Regions from separate parts of the Mus musculus genome. Here all the other regions are linked to region 2. A link is a contact called in public HiChIP or PLAC-seq and promoter capture Hi-C data. All regions are on one chromosome and are shown on one strand. The core of a region is the stretch at or near the end of the contact, and the rest is flanking DNA. Distances in the headings are between cores, read along the strand shown. Region 1 has its middle 34 kb from the start of Atp1a1. Region 2 holds the start of Ttf2 (transcription termination factor, RNA polymerase II). Region 3 overlaps Gm40109 (a long non-coding RNA gene). Region 4 has its middle 23 kb from the start of Gm33265.

The links. Promoter capture Hi-C pulls out the DNA fragments that hold promoters and counts their contacts. HiChIP or PLAC-seq counts read pairs in DNA pulled down with a chosen protein or histone mark.
Region 1: a contact with region 2 is called in an H3K27ac HiChIP or PLAC-seq map of embryonic stem cells, with 4 times the contacts expected there. The contact joins the enhancer-like site here to the promoter of Ttf2 in region 2. A contact is called at or near these places in 3 of 39 promoter capture datasets (embryonic stem cells, hematopoietic stem and progenitor cells and pre-B cells), 16 of 484 Hi-C or Micro-C datasets (the G1E-ER4 cell line, cerebellar granule neurons, cerebral cortex and 3 more), 6 of 115 datasets of contacts at active chromatin or transcription factors (embryonic midbrain, embryonic stem cells, forebrain and 2 more) and 3 of 9 other capture datasets (adipose tissue, embryonic stem cells and liver).
Region 3: a contact with region 2 is called in a FOXA1 HiChIP or PLAC-seq map of pancreatic cancer cells. The contact joins the enhancer-like site here to the promoter of Ttf2 in region 2. A contact is called at or near these places in 5 of 39 promoter capture datasets (cranial neural crest, epiblast stem cells, frontonasal cranial neural crest and 2 more), 1 of 15 datasets of contacts at CTCF or cohesin (large pre-B cells), 3 of 484 Hi-C or Micro-C datasets (the N1E-115 cell line, embryonic stem cells and palatal mesenchyme) and 9 of 115 datasets of contacts at active chromatin or transcription factors (T-cell acute lymphoblastic leukemia, craniofacial prominence, double positive thymocytes and 6 more).
Region 4: a contact with region 2 is called in a promoter capture Hi-C map of hippocampal neurons, with 2.5 times the contacts expected there. The contact joins the enhancer-like site here to the promoter of Ttf2 in region 2. A contact is called at or near these places in 7 of 39 promoter capture datasets (the HPC-7 cell line, HPC-7-derived erythroid cells, embryonic stem cells and 4 more), 1 of 115 datasets of contacts at active chromatin or transcription factors (large pre-B cells) and 1 of 9 other capture datasets (embryonic stem cells).

What each region holds. Positions count from the first base shown.
Region 1 is chr3:101,569,560-101,572,853 of GRCm38.p6, forward strand. No RefSeq gene overlaps it. Among named protein-coding and RNA genes, the nearest start is that of Atp1a1, 34 kb to the right of the region's middle. Within about 2 kb of position 1,297, at least 90 of the 459 cell types and tissues checked have an H3K27ac peak or open chromatin away from gene starts, as enhancers often do. A contact at or near this core is called in adipose tissue, cerebral cortex, cortical neurons and 2 more, where this site is marked.
Region 2 is chr3:100,968,269-100,971,184 of GRCm38.p6, forward strand. It overlaps Ttf2 (transcription termination factor, RNA polymerase II), which reads right to left and starts at 1,395. Exons shown (of 23, transcript NM_001013026.2): 1 at 1,352-1,395; 2 at 1,165-1,267. The coding sequence starts at 1,379.
Region 3 is chr3:101,499,131-101,502,039 of GRCm38.p6, forward strand. Gm40109 (a long non-coding RNA gene) reads right to left here. Exons shown (of 2, transcript XR_867517.1): 2 at 2,797-2,909. Among named protein-coding and RNA genes, the nearest start is that of Gm40109, 7.3 kb to the right of the region's middle. Within about 2 kb of position 1,426, at least 60 of the 459 cell types and tissues checked have an H3K27ac peak or open chromatin away from gene starts, as enhancers often do. A contact at or near this core is called in the N1E-115 cell line and pancreatic cancer cells, where this site is marked.
Region 4 is chr3:101,688,989-101,692,281 of GRCm38.p6, forward strand. No RefSeq gene overlaps it. Among named protein-coding and RNA genes, the nearest start is that of Gm33265, 23 kb to the left of the region's middle. Within about 2 kb of position 1,298, at least 10 of the 459 cell types and tissues checked have an H3K27ac peak or open chromatin away from gene starts, as enhancers often do. A contact at or near this core is called in hippocampal neurons, where this site is marked.

The DNA.
Region 1 (3,294 bases), core at 47-2,546, 600 kb after region 2:
TCCTGGAACTCACTTTGTAGACCAGTCTGGCCTTGAACTCAGAAATCCGACTGCCTCTGCCTCCCAAGTGCTGGGATTTTAAAGGCGTGTGCCACCACCGCCCGGCTTGGGAGTGTTAATAGTATGATGCCTGGCTTCCACTTTTCAAGGCTAAATTTCTCTGTGTGGTTTCAGGGTACAGTCAAAGAGGAACCTGTGCTAAAGAGCACCGCTGTTTACCCCACCACTCAGCTATTGGGTTTTGTGACGTAAGCATCATTCTAAAGGTACAGGGGTTGAAGATGAGGTCCATAGCTGATGGATCCAGTCACTAAGATCCAGACCCGAGGACTCTGCCTTCATCAGTCAACTAATCTGCCAATGGATTTGGAATATGGTGGTGTTCTGGAGAGGCGGTGAAAACTTCCAGACATGGGACCTAATTGAAGAAATAGGTGACAGAGGATATATTTTCAGGGGGTATATGTTGCCCTGCATCTAGCTCAATCTGTATCTTGTCAGCTGAGGAAGGCTGGTTTGATACTAAGCAGTTCCCTCTGTGTGATAAGAACACACCTTGACCTCTGGCCCAGAGCAATGGAGTCAATTGGGAACTGGAACCCTGAAACCATGAGCCACAATAATATGTTTTGTACAGTTACGTGGAAATATGAGATGATCCTCTCAAGACAGAGGGAGACTTGTTTTGTGTGAAAGGGCGTCTTAGGCAGGGTTTCTATTGCTGTGAAAAGACACCATGACCATAGCAACTCTTATAAAGAAAGGCACTTAGTTGGGGCTGTAGTCCACAGGCTTAGTCCATTATTGTGCCCTTAAGCGGGCTAAATCAGACCTTGTTTTGCACAGTTGGACTAGCCCACCTAGGGTGGAGTCTATTGTCCTGCCTTGTCTGCAGCTTCCTGCAAGAAACCACTACCTGCTGAGCAGCTGTGCTTGTTTTCCTGTCAAGATCTGGGCAACTTGTGTGTGTGGGGGTGGTGGGGGGAGTGGGGGTGGTGGAGGTGGTGAGGGTGGTGGTGGATGGGGGGTGGTTCCCCCCTTTATATTCGGCTTTAAGAATTAAGCATCTGGCTTTGATCAGAAACTTTGTCTCGGTCTCATTTTTTTCTTGTCCATCCTTCCCAACCACCCCCAGCTTTCCTTTCAGGAACCCAGTTCTCTTGGCTGCTGGTGGCTACACATTATTGTTATGGTGATGAGCATGGTGGCAGGCAGGCAGGCAGGCAGGCAGGCAGGCAGGTAGGCAAGCAGACAAGCTGGAGAGGTAGCTGAGAGTTCTATATCTGAATTGGCAGGCAGCAGGAAGAGTCAGCCACTGGGCGTGACTTGAGCATTTGAAACCTCAAAGTCTGCCCCCTCCCCCCAGTGACACACTTCCTTCAACAAAGCCACACCCACACCATCAAGGCCACACCTCCTAGTAATGCCACTCACTCCCTCTGAGCCTATGGGGCTCGTTTTAATTCAAATCTGCACTAAGGGCTTGTGGTTGAGCAGAGGAGAGATGCATGTGTTAGGCTAGCTCACATCCCATTGCCTCCAAGAGTCCCTTGACTGAACCTCCAGGAGGTTGGGAAGTGTGATTCAGCCGGCTGCTACAGAAGAACAGGGATGAGACTTACTAAGCAAGCGACTGTCTGGTTGCCAGCCTCACTGCTGTCTGGGAACAAGCACACCTTGGGCAGATCTTCAGCTGGAAGAACCTACAAGTACTGGTGCTATGTTAGAGTGTAGGAGAGTTCAGATGTAGGGTGAGCGTGCTGGGGTAAAATGACCAATGGTGATTTGAGATGTTTTTACATCCATGCCCACGGAGCCTATGTCAAAAACATGTTTTATAGACAGCACTCAATACTTTCCATCTACTCAAGTCACTAGCCTTTCCAGACTTGAGTTTCTCACTGTGGAGGTCCACTTGCATCAGTTCCATGGGATTTGACACAATAAACCACCACGGGCCAAAATACCACGGCCTGCTGCAGGCAGGATTAGCTGCTCAGTGGGTGTTGGCTTCCCTCCTTTGTGGGTGCCAGTGCTCTGGAATGGAAGCAGATGGCCTGGGGATGCACACACACACACATACATGCACACACACACACACACACACACACACACACACACACACGGGGTGAAGAGCTGGCTTCGAGGCTTTCGCTGTCTGCTCTGGTGGGGGAGACACCCCAGAGAAGCCTCTTACTATAGTAAGTGGGGGTGTGTGTGTTCCCAGGGCAACAGGGTGGCACCCATGCCCTTCCTGTCTGTCACGCCAGGAAAAGTTTTAAACCTTGCCGTAGGTTTTTAATGGAGCCATTATTCATACTATAAAAGGATTCCTCGCATACTGAGCAGGCTCTTTAGACATTTCTGCTTTCCTACACACAGATTAACTGCACTGAGTCAGAGCCCCAGTGTAGAAAGAGAAGGGAAGGGAGAGCAGAGGGGACAGGCCAGAGGGAGGAGGAAGGGACCTCTGTCTTTCAGAAAAGCTGGTCTGAAATCCACAGTGTTTAAAAAAACAACAAAACAAAACAAAAACCCACCATCACAAGCCTCGGCAAGGACAGAACAAAAATTGACTTCTAGGGACCAGTTTGCAATGCTGAAGCCCAGAAGCTATCCTCTGCAACCTGTAGGAGGAACCAGATCTGCCACCTTCTCTGGGAAAGCCTGTCCCAGACTGACTGCCCTGGGGTCCAATGGGAGAGGCAGGCCGAGCTGCTCCGATCATAACTGCCTGCCTTCACGCTTCCCGGTTACACAAGTTGCAGCCTGGTTACTCAGGCCCTGGGGGCAAATTCATGTGAATAACTGTTCAACAGGCTGTGCTCAGTTTCCAAGAAACTTGCTGTGCTCCGGTCTTAATGCCAGCTCCAACCTCCCCTGTTCTTTGTCCCTCATAAAAGCACTGCCCTTCTCTGGTCCTTGGCTTCAGCCCTGGCTCTCTACCACATGGTCAAAACTTTCCAAGCATCTCATATGCTAGAGACAAAGCATTAGCATCCCACGTGCCATGCCCGAGTGTCCTGGGTATGGGTTGGGAGGTGGATGTGTCACCTTCTGTCACTTGTCAGTGGCAAGGCACTGGGCACGTCACCTCACAGCTCTGAACTTCACGTTGTTGTTTGTTTTGCTTAGACCATTGCCCGGCTTGTGATAAATGTGATTGGTAGGTATTGAGTTCCACTAAGTAGAAACAGCAAACTTTCCCTAGTTTTATATTCAGTGAAACGGGGCTGGGGGAACTTTTATCTAACTCTTAGGAAGGCCCAGGCACTTGCCAAGCCCTCTCTGCAG
Region 2 (2,916 bases), core at 145-2,644:
CACACATGTGTCTTAAAACATTTGAGCAGGGTACCAAATCTCAGTATATTTAGAAACATTATCTATATAATATTTCTAGAAATAAATAGTAAATTCTGGTACAAAGTGGAGACACAAATCATACAAGTTATTCCAGTACTACTATTCATTAGTATATTACTAATATTCATTAGTATATTAGTATAGCTATGATACTGAAAAAAAAATAACCATGCTCTACAAAGTCCAGCTGAATAGAGAGCAGGGAGAAATGTTAAATGACACCACAGTGTAATTTCACTTCGAGAATGTCAACACCCGGTATGTTAAGATTGTCACACTTGCCGGGCGGTGGTGGCGCACGACTTTAATCCCAGCACTTGGGAGGCAGAGGCAGGCGGATTTCTGAGTTCGAGGCCAGCCTGGTCTACAGAGTGAGTTCCAGGACAGCCAGGGCTATACAGAGAAACCCTGTCTGGGAAAAAAAAAAAAAAAAAAAAAGATTGTCACACTTGACTTTCCTCACTTTAGACAAGATGCTTGAGGTTTCTAGGTCTCAGCTTTCACATCTGCAGAACCTGCGATCCACATCAACCTCTGATGTTTCTTTCAGCACTAACTCCCTACAGCAGCGGTTCTCAACCTTCCTAATACCCGTTACAACAGTTATGGTGACCCCAATCATAAAATCATTCCCATTGCTACTTTATAACTGTAATTTTTGCCGTTTTGAATCGCAATGTAAAAATATCTGATTTGCAGGATAACTGAAATGCAACCCCTGTGAAAGCGTCCTTAGATCCTGAAGGTCGTGACCCGCAGGTTGAGAAACACTGCCCTAAAGACTCTGGCTCTCTCTGGGTTGTTAACGTCATGCCACTAGATGAAGGAGAAAAGCTTGTGTCTAATTAACATGTTTTAACCTTAAACGTAAAATTTAAATGGCGACCTAAAATTGGTACAAGACTAGCAAATTAATTCCCATGTCCACTGTTTGTTTACACTTTTTAGAGGGAGCAGAAAGGATGCCGGGGCAAAGGGGAGTGGCTAAGTAAGGCCAGACAGGTGCCTAGAAACTTGAAGCAGACTCTAGAAGGATCGGAGTGTGGGTGAGTCCGCGTCCCAAGGCAGCTGAAGTGACCAGGCTGGGTCACTCCGTGTAACCGGGCCGGGCTGGAGACTCACTCGGTGGCCTGCACGAAGCCGCATGTGTTCGTCCGGCACACGTAGAAGCTCTTTCCCTTATTCGGGCCATCGCGGACGCCGGTCTTTAAGAAGCAGGCGTCCCCTGAGGAAACAAGAAGGTCAGCATCGGCCACTCCAAGCCAGTCCCACAGTCCCCGGGAGGGAAATCCCGAGACTGAGGCCTTACCGTGCTCCGGACACTTAACCAGGTCCATACCGCAGCCAGGAAGCCCTGGCCCGCCGGGTTTCCGTCTTTGACTCCGCCCCGTCCCGCCCACCACAACACTCCACCAATCAAGCGGGAGAGTCTCTCACTTTCAACCAATTACAGTCTCCCTCAGGCTTGGCGCGCTCTGAAATCAAACTTGGAGTGAGGAGGCGTGGCTGAGCTCCAGTGAGGACGCCGGCATGCTCCCTGGCTTGGGGAAAGCAGGACTTGGAGAGAAGTGGACGAGGCTGAGCTTGGGAGACTCCAGAGGAACCACTAGACCCAGAGGGAGCCAGAGCCGCTTGCCTGCTCGGGAAGCAGCCACTGTGGGCGGGAACACTTCAACTTGAGGCGGCCAAAAGGCGGGAGCATCCCTTAAAACTTTGGGAATCTACTGCATAGTCTGTAATAAGCACAAAGACTCCCTTAGGACCCCGGGCAACCTTTAAATGAGTGCAGGGCGTCCACGGGGTCACCAAAGATTGAACATCTGCACAGATCTCAGTTCCAGGTTCCGCGCTCTTTGAGTCTTAGGCTGCCTTCCCCTGGTGAGGTTCTAAGGACCGCCTGGTGTGGACGCCCTGGGTCTGAGAGAAGAACCTGAGGGCAATACAAGACCTTGCGTGCTTACTAATTTTACATTGTGTGTTTTGCATTGTCAAACCTTTTGAACTTATTTTGCATTTGTACTTTTAAAAAACCGAGAGTGACGCATGGTGGCGCACGCCTTTAATCCCAGCACTTGGAAGGCAGAGGCAGGCAGATTTCTGAGTTCAATGCCAGTCTGGTCTACAAAGTGAGTTCCAGGACAGCCAGGGCTACACAGAGAAACCCTGTCTCGAAAAACCAAAAAGAAAAAAAAAAAGAAAGAAAAGGAAAGGAAAGAACTTGTAATGGATTCTTTCAGTGAGCAGAAGGTGAGGAATGACTATCGGAGCTTGGCTGCAATAGCCATGACTTCATATTTCAGCAGTTGAAGATCATGTGTCTTGGAGTGGCACACACAACTGCTATGAGGACAGAAAAGCTGCAATGTCTAAGAAGTCTGGGCTATATGGAGGCTGTAAATGTTTTAGGAGTTCAGAGTCCAGACAGTCCCGAGGTATCATTTATGAATTAAGCAGTTCTTACTAAATAGCTTTTTTGGTGTCCCAAGAGGAGTAGGTGTTTGAGAAATATAAAGTTCATTTAATGCATACATTTAAAGCAACTGTTCTAACCACAAGGGGCTTACTGAGTGGAAGAAGCTGAACTAGCCTCTACCTAATGCTTAAATAAATATAAAATAGTATATAAATGTCAAGATGAATGGAGTCAGCAGCAAACCCCGGAGAGCTTGAGAGAGAGATGAATTTCCAAGTGCACGCAGTGTGGCACGCCCCACCCCAGTTCTCCAGTGAAAGTTTATACAAACAGATTTTCTTTATTCCTAGATTGCAATTCCAAGATCTGTATTATATGCATGTGAAGTGGATACCATCTGAGGAGGTGGAGACCACAAACACTAAGGTTTGGGGAAAGAGGACCACGGTGATTCTTGTAGT
Region 3 (2,909 bases), core at 176-2,675, 530 kb after region 2:
AGCCACACTCAGGCTGGGGTTATAGTTCAGTGATTGGTAGCTCACTCATGGTGGACATGCATCAGCCCCAGGCAGTGGTTTGACTATTCCATGCTCTGGCTCTGTCTGGTACAGAGGCCTGTTTAAACAGTGAGAATAAAATGTGTCAGGCTGAACTGACTGACAAGCAGAATGTTTTATTTCTTTTAAGCTGTGTGTGTGTGTGTGTGTGTACCTTGCCTGCTCCTATCAGTGTTCCTCTATAGCACCCATTGTTCTTAACTGAGAGATGGATGCCTGGGCAGGAGCTGTGAATACTAAGAAGGGAGAGAAGCCTGCTCAAGGCCTGGAGTACTTGGTTGACCCCTGCTTCATCCCCCTAAAACTGGCAAGGGGCAAGGGACAGTTCTGGGCAGGGCAGTATCAACATCCCTTACTACCCAGGAAGGACTGGGGAGAGGACTGTGGTCTATGGCTAAAGGTGAGATAGCCAGCCGTCCCTGTGCCTTCTGGGTCTTGTTAACAAAATCGTGTGGCCGTCTTATGGTCTCTCGAGTAATCTCTCAGAATACATTTGCCAACCACTGGTATTTTGGTAATTTGGTATTTTCCATTATGGGAAGAATTCTACGGCTCAAAAAAAAAAGCATTTTCCATTCCTTTGGGTGTTTCAGCGTATGGCTAGTAGTTGCATTTGTTCATGAACGTTTATAGGGATTGTGTACTATCTAAGGCTGTAAGTCAGAAGTGTAAGCAGAGAGAGTTATAGAGGTGGAGGTGGGGAAACAGGAATTCTCTTGAGACTGGCTGGTCAAGTCTTCGTTTAAGAAAAGTGGGCTTCAAGCAGAGCCTGAAGGGCAGATAAACAAAAGAGGGCAAAGAGAAGATGTGTGTGGGAGAGACAGATTCAAAAGGGCAAGCATTCAGCAATGGCTAGGGCCAGCACTCTAGGAGGAAGCCAGTCACCAGCAGGAAAGGGCAGAGCTTTCCTGACACTGGGCGTGTGTTTGCCTGTCAACATGGACGCAGGATGGCATCTTCAGTGGCCAGACGTTCAGTGGCCAGACGAGCGCTTTCACTTCTGGGTATTTATATTTCCCCAGCTACAAAATAAGATGTGGTGATAAATGCTTATCTCAAGGGCTGTGGGGAGGATAGACTCACAAGTGACATCAGGCAAAACACCTCCAAAGGTAACGGTCCCTCCTACCTGTCTTAGTGCGTTGGAAATGTCACACTTGAGACCTAAGGGGATAAGGATCCATGTGCCCTTTACAAGTAAATACACAGACTGGTCAATGGACGGGGAATCTGTTCTCTCCCAGACTGTGGGAGAGTTGACGGTGCATACTGTCTCCGGATGTTTGATTTCCTGAGCCTCTCCTGAACAATGCCACCACTGTCCTGGCACCCTTGGCAAGCGGTCCCATGACAGCCAGGTTCTTGTCACATGTCATTTTCCTGGAGTGAGTCACTGGAGAACCGAGCTGTAGTCATGACCTTCAGCAGAGGGAGGTGAAAGTGGCCCGGAATGAACACAGAGTCGGACTTGGCTTCCTATTCCCTTCCATGGACATTTCGCCCCAGGCCTTGACCTTGCAACTCAAGAGAGTAGGACCCTACTATGAGTGGTATAAACTAATATCCTGCCTCTGACCTCCACACAAAGGGCCTTTGAACCCCTAAGATCTTATCTCTTCCCTTCCAATCTAGCCCTTGCAAGTCTGAGGGAGACTGGAGCTGTTAGAGTCTTTGGTCCCAAAGGGTAACCAGGAACACTCTTGGGTTCCCTCCCGAGAGCAAGCAGGAGTGACCAGACGGGGCAAAAGCTCAACTCTGTGGTCTGACTGCATGTCTTCCTTCTTCTAGTGTGGAAACATGCCATTTATTACCACAGACACAAAGCAGAGCTCTGCAGCATGTACGTCTGTGTGTGACTGTTATGATCTAGCTCCCAGGACGAGATGTGATCTCTGTGGGGGTGATGCCTTCCTGGATAGCTGTGTAGCAGGGGGAGAAGAGGTCAGCTGGTAACCAGGACTCGTGAGTCCATGCTCCTCTATCTGTGACCTTGGGATATGACCTTGTCCAATCTTCCTTCTCCGAGACTGAGGGTCCACATCTGAAAAGTGATTTGTCTCCATCACTGAATTGGAATATTTCCACCATTCCGAGCTCTAATTTTCTTGGCTGCTCAAACACAAAGCCTTAGAGAGAAATACGTAAAGGTGAGACATAACTATAACTGCATAGCTGTGAACCTTGCATGTGAGAGACAGAGCCAGGCTACCTATCGGGACCTCCTCCTCCCCCTCCCCCTCCCCCTCCCCCTCCTCCTCCTCCTCCTCCTCCTCCTCTTCCTCTTCTTCCTCCTCTTCCTCTTCCTCCTCCTCTCCTTTCTATCTCCTGCTTTCCCACCCCCTCCCTTCTTCCCCTTCCCTCTCTCCTTCCCTCCCTCCCTTCCTCCCTCCCTCCCTCCCTCCCTCCCTCCCTCCCTCCCTTCCTTCCTTCCTTCCTTCCTTCCTTCCTTCCTTCCTTCCTTCCTCCTTCCTTCTTTTCTCTCTGTTTCAAGACAGCATCTTGTGTAGCCCAAGGCTGGCCTTTGGCTCACTCAGTAAGTAATCAAGCATGATATTAAATTTCTGACCTTCCAGACTCCATCTCCTACGTTCTAGGATTACAGGCACATGCCACCTTGCGTACGTGCTGCTGGAGATTGAACCCAAGGCTACACTTATGTAAGTCGAGTATGTTATTAACTGAGCTATAATCCCAACCTGGTTCTTTCAAAAAGGAAAACAAGATTTAAAAAGTAAGTCCTGAGAGAAGACAGCAATCTTTATCAGTACCAACTCCATACCTCTCAGCTTCCCATCTCCCCCAAACACAAGCCCAGGAGGGACTCCTGTTGGCAGACCCTACATTTGTAT
Region 4 (3,293 bases), core at 48-2,547, 720 kb after region 2:
CCCATGGAATTGCCTGATCCGCTCAAAGGATAGCCATGAGCCTTTCGCTGACTCTACTATCTTTGCATATTTGATGGTAAAACTTTTGACTGTATCCTAGTCAGCTTTCCTTTGCATCCTCTCCTCAGCTAGTCATCTGCTCTGCAAATCCATTTGTACTCAGGGATGATGATGATGGTGGTGGTGGTAATGTTGGTGGTGGTGGTAGTGATGGTGATGGTGATGGTGGTGGTGGTGGTAATGAACTCGGTGATGGTGATTTGTACCTTGTAGGCAGACATCCCTGCCAAGCAGGAATTTCATCTCCAGTTGAACCTGAGATCTGGAAGTTTTGGACTCCTCCATCAGCAGTATTTATTTCCTCACTACTGCCTCAACTTGGTTTCTTTCCTCTTACTCTTTCACAGTGAAAGTAGGTCCTTAAACATGAGGGAAAAGCCTTCTGTCACTGTAACTCTCAAAGGAGTCATTGCTTGGTGAAGTACCGGGCTCACATGAAGAGCTTGGTGCATGTTACAAAGGTGAGCTACAGAGCCCTTCCCTCCACCTATTTGTTAGGATGGCTGTAGAAGGTCCTGGAGCCAGAAGACACTGCGGCCTGAGAGATGCAGAAAGAGGATGCTTCATGCAAGACCAAGGTGTTTGGAGCAGGGATAAATTACCAATTGTTAGTGAAGAAGCAGGCAGAGTCACTCAACATCCAGGTTTACAGATGGTTCCATTTATGCAAGAATATTTGTCTCACCAGGTACTGAGAGCTATGCCTGGGCAATATAAGGAAACTCTGTCTCAAAAACCAAAACCAAAACCAAACGAACAGCAAACCTAAAACATTCAAAATGCCACTATCCTGCATAATAGAGTTTGGGGGAGTTGAACTTCGAAGATTTATTTATTTATTTGTTTGTTTACTTATTTACTTATTTAATGTGTGTGAGGGCTCTGTTTGTGTGCATGCCTACAGACTAGAAAAGGGCATTGGATCCCATAGGGCTACAGTTATAGACAGTTGTGAGCTGCCATGTGGTTGCTGGGGATTGAACTCAGGACCTCTAGAAGAGCAGCCAATCCTCTTAACTGCAGAGCCATTTCTCCAGCCTAAGGGTTGAGTTTTGTTTGTTTGTCTTTAAGTAATTTTGCAGAGAGGGCATCTCCCTAATATCCACATAGCCAACAGTTCCTGAGAGCTTTTGAGCAATAAGTCCTGTGCTGAAAACTCACCATGGTGATACAGCACAGCACAGACCTACGCTAAGAATAACTTACCCCATCTGCCTGCATATCCACCAATGCCAGGGTAACAGGGTGCAGGGACCGAGGTGTACAAGGGTGTGGCGGGGATACCCTTGGGACATTAGCCTAGCCTGAGGCTGCACTACAGGAGGGAGAACATTGAAAACACGGGTCCAGGCAGCAAATGCCAAGACCCGGGAAGAGGGCCATGGTGGCAGGTGTATGGGGAACTGCCAGGCCTTCGGTGTTGCCAGGGCAGGAAGAGAAGAGGTGAGAGGCAGCAGGCAGCCCAGAGGAGGCTCCAAGGTATCTAGGGCAGATCTTGGAAAGCTACTAAACAGCAAAATGCATACTTGTTCATTGGCTTATAAAATCAACACAAGCATACAGGACAAAAGGAAGAAAGGAAGATGGCAGAAGGGGAGGTGGGGGAGGAGAAGGAAGGGAAAGGAAGAAGAGAGAGTGAAGGCAAGAGAAGAGAAAACTAAAACTATAAATAACAACAAATGTTTTTTTTTCTTGCCCATCTTCCTTCTTCTCCATAAAGGAATTGTGAAGAGCTTTTAAGTTCTTTCTAGGAAAGAAAAGTGTATGTAGTAGATTGCTCTGGCTAGTTTCATGTCAAGTTGACACAAGCTACAGTCATCTGAGAGGAGGGAGCTCAACTGAGAAAGATAAGATTGGGCTGTAGGCCTGTAGGGCCTTTTCTTAATTAGTGATCCACAGGGAATGCCCAGTCCATTGTGGGTGGGGCCATCTCTAGGCTGGTGGTCCTGGGGTCTCTAAGAAAGCAGTCTGAGCAAGCCGAGACAAGCAAACCAACGAATAGCACCCCTCCATGGCCTCTGCATCAGCTCCTGCCTCCAGGTTCCTGCCCTGTTTGAGTTTCTGTCCTACTTCCTTTGATGGTTAATAGTTCTGTGGAAGTGTAAGCCAAATAAACCCTTTCCTTCCCAACTTGCATTTTGCTCATAATGTTTCATCATAGCAATAGTAACCTAAACTAAGAAAGAACGTTCTAATATTTGTGACTATATATTCATATTCACTTTTTATTTATCACATTCAACGTGTACTGCCCTGAAGTTATAACGCAGAGTTTAGTTTAGTCTTATGCATTAGAAGTCATCTTAAGTCAAAACACACAGATTGTGACATTGGTCTTAACAGCTGTAGGGTTCTCTATTGTATGAGTGTCCAGTGATTTGGTTAAATTCCCTCCTGTTGCTGGACATTCAAGTTGTTTTTGAGTTTTGTCTATTACAAACATTACCTCAATGCACATTTTTGTTAATGTTTTCACTAATTGAATATTTACTTGGTGCCTTGTGTTACTCTCCCTGAGGGTCTCCATAAACAGAACGGGAAGTTTTGATCCAGGGGAATGTGTCCTTTCAGCATTGAGGGATCTTTCCAAAATGTTCGCTGAAGGCTGCAGAAGTCTCTACTCCTTATATGCATGGCTGAAGATGCAGCTTCGTGGTAGGGCGTTCACCCAGCACATGCCAGGCCTTGGGTTTAAATCCCAGCTCTAGGAATAAAACCATCACATATAAAGGGTTGTTTTGCTCATCCTTGCCTGCACTGGGAATTGCTCAGACCTGAGAACTTTCACCAAGCTGGTAAGCAAGGCCCGTATTCATCACTCCCTTGACTGGTTCCTTCTGGATGGCTTTTCTTACTTATTAAGCATTGTATTTTTTTCCTGTGAACTGCATGTTTGGGCAATTTCCTACTGGATGGCTGTGTCCTACAGTGTTCTGCTTGCTCCTTGTAAATCAAAGAAATTAGCCCTTTGTCATATGAGTAACAAATACCTCTTCTGTCTAACCCTTTCTCTTTGGCTCTGTTTATGGTAATGTTTTTGCAATGCTTTCTTGTAAAGAGAATGTTCAAGTTGCATCTTGAACGATGAGTCATCACGGTAATTACTGGCACCTATGTATGCTTCGGGCGCACTGAGCTTGCTTCTGAGAGGTGAACGACATATTAACTCATTTAATTCCACCCCCCAAAGATCGTTTACTTTTCCCCCAAACCCCAGGGGGTAAACCTACAAT